2 separate regions of the Mus musculus genome follow, and region 2 is linked to region 1. The links are chromatin contacts, called in public HiChIP or PLAC-seq maps. All regions are on one chromosome and are shown on one strand. Each heading gives the region's core, a stretch centred on a gene start, on an enhancer-like site or on the middle of the called end of the contact. The rest is flanking DNA. Distances are from core to core; before and after follow the strand shown. Region 1 holds the start of Adcy7 (adenylate cyclase 7). Region 2 holds the start of Snx20 (sorting nexin 20).

Region 1 (5,350 bases), core at 101-2,600:
AGTCAGCATTCAACAGCTGTGGGCCTCAACCCTCCTAACACTGCGACCCTTTAATACATACAGCTCCTCATGTCATGGTGACCCCCCAACCATAAAATTATTTTTACTGCTACTTCATAACTGTAATTCTGCTGCTGCTATGAATCATAATGTAAATATTTTTAGAGGTAGAGGCTTGCCAAAAAGGTTGTGACCCACAGGTTGAGAACCTCTGACTTACAGGAGACCCGCTACTGGTTAAGGGGCCTCTCTCTGCACTGCAATAATGAACTTCCTTTAGGAAATGCTAGCTTTGGAGTCTCCCAGACCCAGCTTAGAACTCCTCCCCCAGGAAGTCTCCCCAAGCCATGGTGACACCTCCCCCTTTCTGGCAGTCAGGGGCCCCACTACCAGGGTGGAGAGACCTAACAGGGACCAACCTGACTTTGCCCTCTTGGATGGTGGGAAGAGATGAGGTCAAGGCCCTGTGGCTCTCGTGGGCTCCACAGCTGTCTCCTGGGAGCTTCCAGGTAGAGACATCTTCTTCCCTGGGGAAAGGAGGCAAGAAGATAACTCCTAGTGCCAGAGTGTGACCATGTGCCTCAGTTTCCAGGCCACACTGGGCAGAGAACAAAATTCAAAAAACAGTTCAGCTCCACCTCCCTCTGCATAGCTCCAACGGCCCAGGCATTTCCTCGCCCTCTCCTGGCCTGGTCACTCCAGGGTTCCTGAGCTGTCCTGCTTTTCCAGCAAAGGACTGATAGGTAGAAGTGAGCAGCCTGCCCCACCAGAACCCAGTAGGCCACCTAGGGAGTCCAGCAAGGCCTCTGTCCCAACAGCAAGCTTGAGGCTACTACCCACCTCAGAAGTCTCAACAGCCCACACAGCAAGCACTCGCTGTAGAAAGGCCTCCCTAGCCCAAGGTCCTGAAGGACTCTCTTCCCAGGCTTCCTGAGAGCCCTATAAGGTCAATAGGACCTGTCTGTAACGGGGGAGGGACAGGCCTGAGAGGGAAAAGCCTTCAGGGAAAGCAACCCCTGTGTCACCTAAACCACTGTCTCACCTCCAAAGTTAGACCGGCCCTGGACTCAGAGGCCCTTTCCATAGCTATGTGAAGCATGGGTACCCTCCTTTGGTCTCCCCAAACTTCAGCCTTCCAGAGCTTAGGCTGTAGACTGGACACTAGAGGTTCACACATGGAGCCTTTGTCCCAGCAGGCCCTGCTCCTTAAACCCTGGCCTCCCTTGAGGACAATTTTCCAGGGACCCTTGTACCTGGCCAGAACACCAAGAACCCCAAACCCCTCGCTTACCCCAGCCCAAAACTCTCTCGGCAACTTCTTGGGTCTTCCTGGTGGCTGTGGGTTTTGACTGATTTTGCTTCCCCAAATAAGCCCCGCCCTTTCATCATTGAGTCTGAGTGGCCTGAAAATGCTGCCCATCACCCACCTCATAGCACATCCACTTAGCCAACTCCTCCAGGAAGACCACTTGGTCCCTCCCACCTGGCTTCCCCAGGGCTGCCCTAGCCTGTTACTGCGGGGGTGTAAGGTACCTCCTCACAGGCTGAGCACTGCTCAGCATCTTGCAGGGCAGGCGTGCAGATCCTATGCCACATTGCAATAGAGCCAGCACCCAGTGGGCAGTGTAGGCAGGCCCAAGTGTGGAGGATCCCATCTGACCTCCATAAAGCCACCCTCTAAGTCTACAAGTGCTAAAAGAACGAAGGGATCCACCGCAGCCCCATCACCAGTTCCTCTCTGGACTCCTGCCTTACACCAGGGTAAGGTGCTGAAGCCACAAGAAGCAAAATAACACAGGGTTCCTGTGCAACACATGTGGGGACAGGGGACCCACGTGACCAACTACTAAATGAGGAAAGGAAATGGGAGGGTGGACAAGGTGCCGCCTGTGCTCACAATGGAAAAACAGGAGAGCCTAGAGGTTCAGAGTGCAAGTTCTGAGCTCAGACACCTGGAAGGTGCTGTGTGGCCTAGCCACATTTAGTAACCTCTCTGGGCTTCAGCCTCCAGATACAAAGAATGAACTGGTAGTGGTACCTAACTATTAGGGGCTTCATACAAAAGGCAGCATACCATCAGCAGCACCATGACCTCGAAGGGTCATGCTAGCCTACTCTAAGCATGAGGTTTGCAGCCTAAGCAACCTTGACATACAAGGACCAGAAAGCTCTTCCCAGAGGTATCCATCTTCCTGCCTGCCCACCCCTGCCCACCACCAAGCAGTTCTTCCCCCTGACTCCCCTGGCAGGGAAAGGGATGCAGCCGTGCCCCATTCTGCCCCCCAGAGCCCCTTGGTATCCCCATGCATCTCCCTGGGGCATTTGGTATTTCAAAAGAGGCTGCCTCCCATTAGTTGGGGCCCCATGAGAGCATCACCTCCAGCCTCCTTCCCAGCCAGATGGGGTCCTGGAGATAGGTGTGGGGAGCAGGGGCGGGCTGCCTGTCCCAGCCTCCTGTGATTGATAGCAGGGCCGGCCAGCCTGCCATGGAAATGAACAGACTGAAGCCCAAAGGACAAGGTGACATTCTTAGAAAATGGTGGTACCCAAGTGGGGGCTCCCCTTTTCTGAGGAGAAGGGGAGGGGGACAATGGGGGGGTACTTGTAAGGGTGGGATTGGATCTAGAGGATGTGGGCTGTGATCAGGATGTAAAGTGAATTAAATAATAAATAAATAAATAAATAAATAAATAAATAAATAAATAAATAAATAAATAAAGGAGAGGGACAGACATGTCCACTGGATGGGTCCCGTGACCACCGGATGGGTCCCGAGCCCACATTCTCCTTGCTGAGGGAGAGATACTCGTGTGGTCAGGGCTGTGCCATCCCACAGCACTCATGGGGAAATGCATGCTGGCCTGATCGCTGCAGAGCCCAGTGGCCCTGGGTTGTCCCTCCTGTGCTTCAGAGCCCTGTGCTTCTCCCTGCTCAGCCTGGGGAGCTGATGTAAGTCATCAGTGACGTAAGTCAACTGACCCCAGGACATGAGACTAAGCCACTTCCAAGGTAGGTAGCTGGGCCTCAATAGGGCACTGAGGGCCAGATGACAATCCAGGCTCTAGAAGCATCCATCACTGGCACCCTTCCGACCCTTCAGAGAGAATTGTGCTCCGCAGATCTCAGCCGGCCATTATGTAAAGGGGGCATAAGCTCCTTCCTTCCAGGAGCCAGGCCTCTGTCATGGCCACTTTGTAAGGACCAGCTGGGTGCTGATGTCCAGGGAGAAAGCAAAGAAGGTGGCCCTAGCGATTCAGAAAGCACTGCTGAGAAATGGCCTACAGTAGCCGAGATTTCAAAGAGGCAGGGAATTCCTTTTAGTGGCCAGCCCTGGGTGGGGGTGAGGGACAGGGATGGACACAGGAGAGGGCATAAGAAAGATGTCGGGAGGTTGCCCACAGAGACAGGCAGACACATGGAGCTGCCCTCTTGGTGGAGCCTAGGACTCCTGAAAGGGCTCCCCTCAGAGGAATGCCAACCAGGTTAAGTGCTGTAGTGTGTGCGGCATGGAGGCTGCATGGATGGGCAGAGAGACTGCACAGACAAGCAGCAGGGGAGTGCCAAGCCAGTGCTGTGAGCAAGTCAGAGGGCTGGCTAAGAGTGGACACGAAGACAGGGAGACCTGGGAGGCTGACAGGGATCACATCTGACCTCTGCAGAGGAGAAACTAACCATACACTGTTAGAAGTCTCAATACTGTGAACCTCCTACTCGGTCCAGGCTGGCCACCCCATCCTGTGCTGAGCACAGGGCCTGGGCCAAACCAACACCCGGGGCCACACTACATACATCCTGCAAAGACAGCAGATGACAGCAAGAAAGCTCTGTTCTAAGTATCCCTGAAGAAGGCCAGCTAGGGAAATAGAACAGTGACCAGGCTGCTGCCCATTCAACCCACCAGCATGTCCACCTAGCAGAGGACTCGAGGGACAACAGACCCATCAGCCAGGGTGGGTCTGAACCAAGACTGGTGAAGGCCAGCCACGACGCGATGCTGAAACCCTGAGCAGCAGCGGGTTGAGCCGGATGCCTGTGGCTAGCCAGAAATGCTGTGGCACACATTCCCCTCCCCAGGGCGTCAGGGCAGAAGGTCAAAGGACAAGAGCAGAGCCCATGGACCATCCCTCCCCCAAGCTACAGTGGAAGATGATGCTATACAAGCTGACCGTCAGAGTGTGTATCAGAACCTCATATTTACCTCCGGGGCGCCATCAGCTCCATCTTACAGATGAGAAACCGGAGGAACAAAAGAGACCAACAAGGGACATGGACTGTCCCAGAATTACCCACTGGCTCTGCCTACCTTCATTGCCTATCTCCCACCCAAGGCAAATGGGAACCCTATGCTATAACACCAGCACTAGGGACCAACATCAGATGGTCAGGCATATATATGGAAAGTCCCATGTCACCCAGCCATCTCACAGTGAGTCCAAAGATAGCAGTCACACTATGCGCAGGCACCTCTCTTCAAGGAAGCTCACCACTGTTAGTGCCCCCACACGTCCACAACAGTTCTCTCCTTTGACCCTGTACCTTACCAGAAAGGACTGGGTGTCCTGACCCCACCCCTACCCTCCAGCATGGTGGCCCACTACCCTTAGGTAGTGGATGGGAGGAGGGGAGACTCGATCCAGGAGTACACACACCCCATCCTCGGATTCTTCTGTAAACTGGGCAGTGAATGGCTTTGACCATGTGGGCAAAGAGGGTGAGGGTGTTCACATGTCCTTCAGACAGCATCAAGCTGGCCTCTGTCTTCCTTCCCAGAGAGGCCTTTGTCTGTCACCGCTGTCTTCCCCTTACCACGTCCACCTCCATTCCCTAGAGCCCCAGGGCCAAGTCCTAACATGGAGACCTTTCAAAGCCGCTTCCAACTCTCATAGTGTGGCGTTTCCTCCTTCCAACACAACCTTCCGCCTTCCCTCCTCATGCAGACCCCTGGTACAGGGAGCTCCAGAGCACACAGCACTCCACAGAGATGAAAAGACCTCAAAGCTGAACTTCCTGCAGCGTGCTGGGTTTCAGACTTCCTCTGAAACTCAGCCCTCACCACTGCGGTCTCTGCTCTCCAAGACAATAACACATCTCATGCCAGATTCAGTATCTTTCTACATTTTATTTTCTGTCCCCCAAAGTCACTCAAACGTTAAATACTTAATTCTTAAATGTGTTTATTCGCCTAAAGGCTGAGATCTCCCAAGCAACAATAAATGGTTTATGCCCTGGGGCCCATGGGTCTACACCACCCCTCACATCACCTGTGAGTCCACAGCTGAGAGCTGCAGAGTTCTTGGGGGGGTGTGGGGGGAGGAAGTAAGGCCTCCTAGGCTGAGCCCATACTATTGCC
Region 2 (5,629 bases), core at 755-3,254, 340 kb before region 1:
TAATTGTGGGCCATTACAACAAAGAGATAGCCATTAACAAACCAGGAAGCAGGCTCTCACCAAACACTGGATCTGCCATCACCATGATCTTGAATATCCCAGCCCCCAGAACTTTAAGACACAAGCTTGGTTGTTTAAACCACATGGCATAGGGCATTTTGTTATGGCAGCCCAAGTGGACAAGACATAGCCCTTGCCTGTACCCCTCTCCCATCCGCTTCTGGGCTTCAGAGAAAAGCCAGCACCCAGCAGATGACAAAGTCTCCTGGTCACACTGGCCCAGTTGTGTTCCTCCAACAAAATCTGGGCACACCTCCATGTCAGGTGGTTTCCAAAAACTGGGCCCCTGCCCCAAAAGAGGAAGCAGTGACTGTCACACTATTCCCCTGTGGCTGCTAACTGCTGTGATGAGCTCACAGGGTTTGGAGAAGAATGTAGAGCCTGCTGTGGCATCTCACAGATTTCAAGCCTGGGCAGAGACAGGGCAAGGAGCTGGAAAGATGCACGGTAGGAAGAGGAGGGGCAGAGGCACACACCTCTCTGCAACCTCTTGTCTCTTTACCACACTAGGCCCTCTGCCAGGCAACACGAGGCAGAGGCAAATGAGATCCGGCCCTTGCAGCTGGGACTGGCTAGCCAGAGGCACGCCATGCACAGTAGTTCTCTCAAGCTCTTGCCAAAACCAAATTCTTATGGATATGTGTGTTCTTGGTATGATAGTGATGGTGGTGCAGAGAGGCAGGATGTTGTACAGAGTCCTGAGCAGAAAGGCAAACGATGAGGATTTTAGTATGCCCTCAGTTGCCAGCCTCACACGCTCAGCATGACACCATTAAGTGTTCTGTACACCTTGACTCATCATAAGCTTCCTGAGGGCCTGTGGGGTTGAAGCAGATGCAAATGAGGGCGAAACCTCTGTGACAGTGAAAAGCAAGATTGATTTAGTTGAGCATGGTAGACAGCATCTATTCATCACAAGATCCTTTCAGTGCAAATGTGAGCCTCGGGAGGAAAAAGAGATTAAGAAGCACATGTACCCAAAGGAACCCTCTCGGCCTATCTTCAGCCATTAACGCAATTCGATAAAAGACAAAGAAGGCAATGGACTCCAACGGAGAAGAGATGGGTGGGAAATAAGCCTGTAAAATGTCTACCATAATTATCCTTTGTGGGACCCAGTGTTGTAAGCTATGAGGTGACACCCCTGCCCACACTGTAGAATGGCTTCAAGAAGTATTAGCCATGCCAAGGGTAGAGAAGGTACAGCCTGGCTCATTCACAGCCAGGGGAGTGCAAGATGTCCACCTGGGCCGTACCCTAGCCTATCCCATGACCTTTCTGTGTCAGGCACTGGCTCCGCATCCCACCAGCTCCATGCACCAAACCTCAGTTCTCCAGCTTGTCAACAGAACACGAAGGGCCCCATTATGCCTAGCTCATAGCTAGGATAATAACTATTAAAAGAATGTATCCCCAAATCCTCATGTTAGACTGAGATCCCTAACATAATGGGTTTGGGAGGTAGGGTCTTCTGAGAGTTGACTGTCATAAGGACAGTCTTCATAAAGGGATTTATGCTGTAACTGTGAAACTGGGGTGCATAAGGTAAGCTTTCTCTTGTCTGTCCACCTCCTACCATGGCATGTCACATGCGGCAGGACAGCCCTCACAGACACTACCAGTGTGCTCTTGCATGTTCCGGATCCAGAGCTATAAACTAAATAAACTTTCGTGTGTGTGATTTTTTTTCCTTCAGTTTATCGTCTTCTGTCATTGCCACAGAAAAGGACTAAAACAAAGGACTTTGAAATGAATTCTCCAAATGCCAGCTATCGTTCGGGTGTCTAATACGTATCAAGCTGCTTAAAGCTGCTGTGAAGTTAAACTGTCCTCCTGTTGGTGGCCTTGACCCACGTGGCCTGTATGATGTACTGCAGATATTTGTCTAGGAGGTTCAATGTACATCTTTCAGCAACCAATAAGCTGGGGCCCCTGAAGGAGATCACTCAGCCCATTTCCTGTTTTCAAAAGGAGAACTCAGGATTGCGGCAGACATTCAGCCATCTAGTTGGACCTTGCAAAAAGAGATCGGACTGGGGCATGTGACTCTCCTGGACCCCGAACCCACAAAGCCTGAAGATCCCAGGTCAGTCAGTGTTTGACCCCAAGCGTAGCTGGCTTCTGCGCCCTGAGACCCAGTGATGTCCTTGAGAGGCCCTCTAGGAACTCCCTGGGTACTGGTTAGGAGGGACCAAGGGTGGTGAGAGTATGGGCTGTCCTTAGAAACTGGGGCCAAACCCACCTCCAACCTCTAAGCCTGACTCCTTTTGCAATGCCAGGCACTGGTCCTGTTCCTGGGAACAAGTCCAGGCTTGTATTTCTCAAAGGGTGGACCCTGTAGCCGAGTAAGAATCCGGAGCCCACCCCAGCTCTGTCTGGGTGTTGTGGGGTAGGCAGCCTGCTTGCCTTAGAGCTCCTAACACTTCCTCTCCCCAGTCCCAGTGGGGATTCTGATGTGCACACCCAACTGAGAGCGCTTCCAGCGGCAAGCTCCACAGAGAAGCACCCAGGGGTCCCATGGTGCTCAGGGCAGGTGGAGCCTTGGCTGGCCCTTCAATGGAGACCTGAGGAGGCTGCCCTACAAAGAAAGGAGACTTAAACTCAAACTCCCGCAGCCAGGGCTGCCGCTCCCTGTCCTTCCTTTCCTTCCTTCCTCCTCCTCTTTGAATGGGTGCCTCTCAGTTCTTCTGTCTTATGGGCAAGGGCTTTTACTATATTCTACCAGATTTTCATTAGCCACCCCCCACAACCTTCCCCCTGCCCCCGAGAAAGGTGGCCTCGGCTCTACAAGTGGCCCTGTGTATGAAGGAGGAGGACTGAAGAGGGCAGGGCCCCTTGAAGTGGGGAACAAGAGCCAAGGCTCCCGGAAAATGAAGATTGTCATGCACAGAAGATAGTAAGGGGTGGAGGGGTGGGAGCCTGCGACTCTGCTCTGTCCTCTGGGCCAAGTCCAGTCCCAACATCTGCAGTGCTTTGTTCTGATGGCTAGAAATCTTTCCCACTGAGGGTGTGGAGTGATAAGGCAGCCCTCAGAACCCTCTGTCCCCAAGGAGCTTAGCAGCTGGGCGTAGTGGCGCAGGCCTTTGATCCCAGCACTTGGGAGGCAGAGGCAGGCAGATTTCTGAGTTCGAGGCCAGCCTGGTCTACAGAGTGAGTTCCAGGACAGCCAGGGCTATACAGAGAAACTCTGTCTCAAAAAACTAAAAAAACAAAAAACCAAGGAGCTTAGCAAAAGGATCAATTGCCCACAGGGGGAAACTGAGGCTTGGATGTGTTTGGGAAACTGTCAACATATCATCTTTATCTACTTGTCTTTAAATGGGTCACTCCCAGCCTGTCCTGTAAGAGGACAGGAACAGCTTTGGTTGTGGCTTTGAGTTTTATTCTAAGCCTCGGTTTCATGCCAGTTTTTGAATGGTTTACCAGAGCACGCAGCACGGGCACATTTCTGCGGTCTTCCGAAGCCCCATGGAAGAAGTTCCCTGCAGATCTGGAAAGGCCTGGACCACTAGGGCCAGTTCCACAAGCCACCACTCACTTCACAGACAAAATCATAGGGAGAGTACAGAGTGCCCATAGGAAACACTACATCTCCATTCGGTAAAATAGGCCCCCTTGGCATACCTGTAGTCCCAGCCCTAGGGAGGCAAAGACAGGAAGATTATGACTTCCGGGCAGCTTGGGCTACATAGTGAAGCACTATCTCAAAAAACAAAAGCAAGCAAACAAATAAAACCCCCTGTTAAATATGACAGCCTATGGACTACCTACTATCTTGCTTTAGCACTTAGCACAGTGGTTCTCAACCTATGGGTTGTGACCCCCCCCCATAGGGGTCACAGTCAGATATCCTAAATATCAGATATTTATATTAGAATTCCTAACAGTAGCAAAATGACAGTTGTGAAGTAACATCAAAATAATTTTAGGGTTGGGGAGTCACCACGACTTGAGGTATTGTATCAAAGGGTCACAGCATTGGGAGGTTGAGAACTTAGCAGAACATGAGGGACCCATCCCATCAACACTTAACAGTGTGATAAGGCTTATAGCCACCCTTCCCAAAAAAGGAAAGGGAGAGATGGAAAACAGAAGATAATAAATGACGTGCCCAGGGGCTGCAATCAGTCAGAATGGGGGTCATGCCTCCTGACTCCTCCACGAGGCTGAGAGGTTAGCAGGTCACACAAGCTATTGAGTACCCAAGCATATACAGCACTGGTCCAGCCGGGACCCTGTTCTGTGCCTCAGTTTACCCACCTCCTGTCACTGTGAGGCCTGATGGAGGGTTTCTGATGATACTTAATGAACCGCTGATTAGATGCCACTCAGAAAATAGTCCCTTCCACCTGCCATATGAAGAACAGCCCCTGAGGCACAGGCTAAAGCCTCCCCTAGGCCAGACTAACTCAAAGAGAGGATGTGATGACATCATTGCACTTCCTCTTGGTTCCTGTGCTATGATGCTTAATCTTGCCAACTTAACTGGACTTACAATACCCTGGGAGCCGAGAGAAGTCGACCTCTGTGTGCGTCTGTGCGCTGTTTCCGCAGATGACTAAGTTAAGGGGAAGACCCACCCTGAATGTGGATAGTACCATGCCAAAGGCTTGGAGGAAAGAGGAAAGTGTGGTTCAGTGAGCTGGCTTTGCAGGTAAAGCCATTTGCCACTGAGCCTCATGACCTGAGTTGCAGCCCCGTGACCTGTGTGGTAGAAGGAAGGAATGTACTCCTGCAGCTGTCATATGACCTCCATACTCTTCATGAGCTGAGGGACATGCACAGGCATGAGCGAGCATGCATGCGTGCACACACACACACACACACACACACACACACACACACACACACACACACACACACACACACGTTAAAAACAAGGGAAACAAGGGAAATGCCTCTATAAATGCAGGCATGTTCTCTCCGGTCCCCCTCCTCTTCCCTTCCTCTTTCCTCTTTGCTTCCCCGCCACCTGGAGGTGAGCTGCTGTGCTCTGCCCATGTCCTCCCCGCCTCCATGAGCTGAAACCTGAAAATGAACATAATAAAGCCTTCAGCTGTTGATGCCTGGAATTCTGTCAGAAAACCTAACACATGTGCCCAAGACAGTGTCCAGCCGTTTGTTCCTCTGAGAGAATGTCTTATTTCTCGTCTCCTAATGTGCAGCTATCTGTAAAAAGCACACCCTTCTAGAGTTATTTATTTCATTTGTATTCCTCAAACACCTAATGCATGTCAGATCCTAGTAACAGAGAGGACTGTGCAGTCCCTGTTGTGTGAAGAGCCCCGAGTCCAAGCTGTATGGGGTAGGCCTATGGTAATCCTCATACCAGCCTGTGAAGGTAATTCTGATATTGTACCCATTTTATAAGACTCTGAGGCACAGAGGAGGGTAAACTGACAGTTATCAAGGCATCCATTTACTTCTGTGTACAGACTGGACTCCAGAAGCCTGCTGGCCTGCTGCCTGCCTGCTGCCCGCTTCCGATCAGAGCAGATTCTGTAGTCGGCCAATTTGGGCTTGTGTCCCTGCCCCAACCCCAGCCCTGGCTGGCAGGCAGCTCTCAGTT

The links. HiChIP or PLAC-seq counts read pairs in DNA pulled down with a chosen protein or histone mark.
Region 2: a contact with region 1 is called in an H3K27ac HiChIP or PLAC-seq map of microglia, with 8 times the contacts expected there. The contact joins the promoter of Snx20 here to the promoter of Adcy7 in region 1. A contact is called at or near these places in 2 of 39 promoter capture datasets (the C10 cell line and pre-B cells), 1 of 15 datasets of contacts at CTCF or cohesin (stem cell-derived epiblast-like cells), 1 of 484 Hi-C or Micro-C datasets (embryonic stem cells), 6 of 115 datasets of contacts at active chromatin or transcription factors (bone marrow-derived dendritic cells, embryonic stem cells, large pre-B cells and 2 more) and 4 of 9 other capture datasets (adipose tissue, liver, macrophages and 1 more).

Annotation. Positions count from the first base shown.
Region 1 is chr8:88,290,204-88,295,553 of GRCm38.p6, reverse strand. Adcy7 (adenylate cyclase 7) reads right to left here and starts at 1,350. Exons shown (of 28, transcript NM_001037724.4): 1 at 1,292-1,350; 2 at 420-527.
Region 2 is chr8:88,632,503-88,638,131 of GRCm38.p6, reverse strand. It overlaps Snx20 (sorting nexin 20), which reads left to right and starts at 2,004. Exons shown (of 4, transcript NM_027840.3): 1 at 2,004-2,146.